2 separate regions of the Rattus norvegicus genome follow, and region 1 is linked to region 2. A link is a contact called in public Hi-C data. All regions are on one chromosome and are shown on one strand. The core of a region is the stretch at or near the end of the contact, and the rest is flanking DNA. Distances in the headings are between cores, read along the strand shown. Region 1 overlaps Snap47 (synaptosome associated protein 47). Region 2 holds the start of Wnt9a (Wnt family member 9A).

Region 1 (2,736 bases), core at 143-2,642, 100 kb before region 2:
GGGACTGAGCATCCACACAGGTGAAGCTGCCTGGTTACTGTGTTGTTTGTTGTATGTCAGGGACTTGTGGGAATGTCCACTCGAGCCTGGTCTTTGACTCACAGCCAGACAAGGCTCATCAAGGGGCCCCCAGGGTATGTCAGAGGCTGGCAGCAGTGTGTGCTGATGACTAGACAGCTTGTCATCCTGGGCCACAGAGGGAACAACTGTTTCTAAGGTTTGGCCAGACTTCATGAGCTCCATTCTTTCCGTCCCCTGTTATATGGAATGTGCATGGTGCTATTTAATTACTTCAATCCCTCTCTTAAAGAGAAAAGGCTACCAATATTCTAGAGGTATTAGTGCTTGGAAGGTTAGCTCTGCGATTGTCTTTGTCTGCAGACCTAGTAGCTGTTGGATGTCTTTTCAGTATGGCCAGTATTAATTAATTCCAAGTTCATTTTGGCAGACAGGCCAAGGGGTCTTAGCAGGCTATTTGGAATGAGTTCTATTTTTAAGACTTTTAAAATGGCGAGACTTTTTCCAAATCAAAGGTTAAATAGCAACCAGCCTTTATGTTGAGTGTTTGTACGATACAATGCTGAAACTTGGATAGGCAGTCAGTAGTTCGCACCATGGACTATTTGTGTGTGAATAGTCTTTACCTTTTAGGCAAAGGTCACAGAATACACAGAAGTGGTTGTTTTTGGTTTTGTTGTTTTGGGGGGTTTGCTTGGGGTTTTTTGTTTTTGTTCTGTTTTGAGAAGGCCTTATGTAGTTTAACCAAGATGACCTTGAATTTCTGGTCTTCTGACTTCTACTTCCCAAGTGCTGAGATTACAGGCAGACATCACCATACTTCTGTGATTCTGGGGTCTGAGCTTCAGCTGAACTATATCCTCAGCCCATAAATAGTCTTTCCTTGGCTACACTTTCACTGTGCACAAGGAAGAGCCAATTCATTTAGCTTTTCAGGAAGAGACAGAGGACGTGTTAGTCTCACAGAGTCTGTCCTAGACTGGGTTTTGTTCTCACAAGGTCTGTGGCCTCTTGGTCCTGCTTCATATGTCTGTGTTCATGTTTGTCCTGCCTGAGATGTTTGTTAAGCCTCACGTTCACGCCAACATATTAGGGCTTCTGTGTTGTGTCCTATTATACTTAACTAACCATGACTCTCATTTGTTTATCTCTTTGAAATATATTTTAGATATATTCATGTTTCACTCCTCAATATGTGGTTGTTTAAAAACTGTTTCTTCCTGCCCCGCGGCTTTATGGCCACTCCAGGCTGTGAGGGCTGGTGTGGGTCCTGCAGCCCAGCATCCCGTTTGTGACTATGCTTCCTCCAGACCCAGATGAGGTCCTTGCTCTGTTTTCAGGGACATGTGATTTCTCACAGTACCCTGGCACTGTGTCTGAGTCATCTCCCCATGGCAGTTAATGCTAGGCTGGAGGTTAAGTCTGTTGTAACTGGCTCAGTCTGGATCCAGGGAGCCCCAGAGCTCATGGCCAGTGCTCAGCTCTTCTGGACCTTATTTTAAAAAAGATTTTGAGGTAACAGGTGAACAGTTCCTAAAATTAAGCTCTGTGAGTTGCATTGGGGTGGGGGAGTGTCTATAACACAAGCTTTTGTTTAGGATATCCAGAAGATGAAAAAAATGCACATCAGGAAACACAACCGGAAGTGTCCTTCCATCTTGTATTTTGAGTTCTCATGTAGCATGTGGATATAGTAGTAAAATGCAGCCACATGGGCCGAGAGAGCGTCCCTGTTCTGAAGCATTCAGGACTGTACTGGTTTGGGCTTGTTTGGGATTTTTAAATATTTCCCAAATGTGATAGCGCCTCGGGCCAGCACCCAGTCTAAATAAACATGGAATCCACTTGCTTCTCAAGTACCTCTGACACATACCTGAAGATGGGCTCAGACGATACGTTCTGGAGGGTTTTGTTTTGTTAAGTTTTTATTTTTGTTTTGAGATACGGTTTTGTGTAATCCAGGCCAGACTCAACTCTGTATGTCCCTGAGATTGGCCTTGAACTCCTGGTCTTCTGGCCTCTACCTTCCAAGTCCTGGATTGCATGTGTGCCCCTCCATGTCTGATCATGCCTGGATTTTGATGGGGCCTGTCCTGTGGGCTCGGGTGGTGTTCAGCAGCAGTGGCACATCAGCTCAGAAAGTCTCAGATTTGGGATTTGGGGGTAAGAAGCCAACTTATCAGGCTAATGCGGAGAATAGTGGTTTGAGTCACGGACAGCTTCTATTTTCTTCTTTAATTCTCTTCTTTCTTATAAGTATGATTCTTCTTAAACACAAACAAGACAAACGGTTTATCAACCAAGTGAGCCAGTGCCTGAGGGGCTACAGGACCCACTCACGGCATGGCTGGAAACTGGTGCCCAAGTTCTGGCAGGACTTGGCCCCCAGCCTTCGAGGGGGTCGTAGTCTAAAGGTATTTCTGTTTCAGACAGTCTCGTGTACCTTAGGGACAAGGGTGCTGGCTGAGAATTGCATTACCAGCTCATCACAGTGTATTCACGCCTCCTGGAAAGACATGAGCTTTTTTATAGGACCCATGTGCACACAGGCCCAGAGACCATAGAGAAGCATAGCCAGGGGCTCTGTGTGCCCTGACTGTGGGAGGCTAGGAGGCCTTGTCAGATGACATAGCCTATAGGCGAGTGGGCGGCACCAGCAACATAACCTTCTCACAACAGAGGAGACAGGAGAGAGACGGGTGGGGCTGGGTGTTAGGG
Region 2 (2,700 bases), core at 44-2,543:
AAGACAACCCAGAAGAAATGGACAGACAGAGGAGAAAGGAGGAGAAAGAAAAACACAAAGGGAAATTTTCCCATGAAAATATTTTATTTTCTTTGAGAACAGGATACACCTGCAGGGCTCCTCGGCCCAGCCGCCTCTCCCTGCCCTGGCCGGTGCCAGATTCCTAGACCAACGGGGCCCTCTGCCGGCCACACCGCCGCGAGCCGGCACTGCAGCCAGGGGCGAGGGAACAGGTGACCGGCGAAGGGCGGCGGCCCAAGGCGCAGTCCAGGGCACCCAGGACCAGGGTTGCGACCCGAGGGGCTAACCAGGGCTCCCAGAGGGGGAATGAGAGGGTGATAAGCAGGGAGGGCAGACAAAGCTGGGGCGCTGCCATGCATGATGCCACCCGGGACCTTGGCGAACTCAAAGTGCAATGGGTGTCCCTCTAAAGATCGCTGGGTTCAGGCATCCCAGACCTGGGAAAGCTAGTAGAGAGGGAGGGACGAAAGGAACTAAAGGCGAAGAGACGCGCCCAACGACGCGGCAAAACTGCTAACGCATAGACAGTCGAGTGCGGGCGGCGACCCCGCGGGACAGTGGCGGCGTTTACCCCCTGGGTCAGGTCTCCCAGACGTGTTCCCGAGGGCTGAGGTCGGGGCCAGGCTCGGGCGAGCGCCAGAAGAAAGCACAAGAAAAATAAATTTCTCCAGCTTGGAGGGTTTTTTTCTCCCCTTTGGGGCTCAGTGCAAGGAACATCTGGATTTTGTACGTGTTTTTTTGTTGTTGTTAAATTAACTTTTCCAGGAGAGAAGGGGGGTAGTGGGCAGGGGCCAGGGAGGCTCCAGCCTTTTGGCAGGAACACCGCGGCCTAAGGCGGCGGCGGCGACTCGGGAGTCACGGTGGACCGCGGCCCCCAGCAAGCCCGTCGGGGACACCGACCCCTCTACCTCTAGGGCGCACGGCGGGCAACGACCTGCGGACCGAGAGGCGCGCTCGCTGCCAACTAACAACTCCAAGCCACCCGTGTACCCCGCCGAGCACCTGGCGAGTGCTGTCCCGGGCTCGATGCCCCCGTCCGGCCCCGCCGCCCTCGCCCGCCCTCGCGCGGCCGCCCGCCGCGGGCACCTACCCGAAGTAGGCGGCCGAAGGGCGCAGCGCGGCGAGCAGCAGCGTCAGCCCGAAGGCCGCGGCCAGCCAGCGCGCCAGAAGGGACCCATCCAGCATCTTGCCGCGCCGCGGCGGCTGACCATCGCGCTCCGGGCTCCGCGCAGGGCGCGCCGCGACCGCCGCCCTCTTATAGCGTCCGCAGCCGCGGCCGCGGGGCGGGGCGCCGGCCAGCTGGGCCCGGCCCGCCCGCGCCCCGGAGGAGGGGTCACGCCGGCGCCGGGGGCGGGCCGAAACCCGAGCTGCGCGCCCGCCGCTGCGGCGGAGCTGCTCGGCTCGCGGGGCGGGCCTGGGGCGCGCCGTGGGGAGGGCTGGGCACGTGGCGCGGTGGGAACCCCGGTCGAATAACGGAGCCAGAAGGAGCGGTGGGGCGGGACCGGGAGACCACGAGTAAGATTAGACCCCAGGGCTAGGTGTCTGCAGCCAGGACACAAGTGCAAGCTCCGGGGTGTCTCCTGACAGTTGGGGACCGGGTGTTGGCCGCTGGGAAAGACATTCGAAAGCCTAGAAACTTTGACGACTGTGCTTGAGGGGTAGTGACTGGGTGGTTTGGGGGTGACGTTAGCCACAGATTTCAGAGACGGGTGGACGTGAATCCACTCGCTGGAGAATGTTGCCAAGAGGGAGCCACTGCTTAAAGCTGGGGTACTGTGGCTGGAGGAATGGAAAGACGACCTCTCGAAGGGAGACCAAAAATGCATTCCTGCAGAGCCGGTGCTGTGGCCAACTTAGACCTAACAATGGGACGATATGGTCCTCAGAGGCCTTTTGACTATTAGCTGCAGATATCACTGACACACCTCATCCCCCAAACAGGATGGAAGATGAAGGAGACCGCTGGCCAGGATGGTGACTGGCCTGTGTGAAAGCCCAGAGCGGTGACTTATCATCATGGACTGAATTGTCTGTAAGTCAAACCTGGACTAAGACGCAGAGAAACACAAGTGCCCAGGACACCCAAGAGACTGTTTACAAGTCTCCTGACATTGGGGGAGGGGCGGCTTATTCAGGGACGATTCAAAGTGCTGGAGAATAGGACTGAGTGATTGGGTCCCGACACATGCCCACCACGTGTCAACCTTCGGTGCTGGAGACGCACTTATGTGCAAGACAGTGACAGCACACACACCAGAGGCAAGCTAACGAAACTCAGGGTCGGCTAACACTAGTGTGCCTCCCTGACCTGGGCTTGCAGGGGCAAACTCCATGCCCTGGAAGGCAAACCTCTTTACCAGCCAGCACCTTCTGAACTTAGAAGGGCTGATTCTGGATCGGAGACCTCCAAGTCTGAGAGGTTTGAGCTCCTCTGGGAGGCTGGGTTGTCTAGCTGTGCACAGCAACTGCTCAGCCACCTGTCACTGCTCCAAAGGAAAGCAGAGGAGGAAATGAGCGCAAAAAAAATCACATCAGCCTCCGCACTGGTCAGAGCCAAGCAGGTTACTCCTGTGGGTGTGGACCACCCAAGTGAATATACTCTGTCCTGACTGAAAAGCTTCCATATGTGGTGGGTGTGTGGCTGGGTGAGGGGTCAGGAGAGCCCATCAGTTCCTCTCT

Evidence for each region. A called contact is a pair of places that touch in the nucleus more often than the background predicts.
Region 1: a contact with region 2 is called in a Hi-C map of the A7r5 cell line, with 4 times the contacts expected there. The contact joins the enhancer-like site here to the promoter of Wnt9a in region 2. A contact is called at or near these places in 2 of 12 Hi-C or Micro-C datasets (the A7r5 cell line and Schwann cells).

What each region holds. Positions count from the first base shown.
Region 1 is chr10:44,694,952-44,697,687 of GRCr8, reverse strand. The region is part of intron 4 of Snap47 (synaptosome associated protein 47); the gene reads left to right. Among named protein-coding and RNA genes, the nearest start is that of Prss38, 34 kb to the right of the region's middle. Within about 2 kb of position 1,392, at least 12 of the 93 cell types and tissues checked have an H3K27ac peak or open chromatin away from gene starts, as enhancers often do. A contact at or near this core is called in the A7r5 cell line, where this site is marked.
Region 2 is chr10:44,592,284-44,594,983 of GRCr8, reverse strand. Wnt9a (Wnt family member 9A) reads right to left here and starts at 1,293. Exons shown (of 4, transcript NM_001105783.2): 1 at 1,112-1,293. The coding sequence starts at 1,206.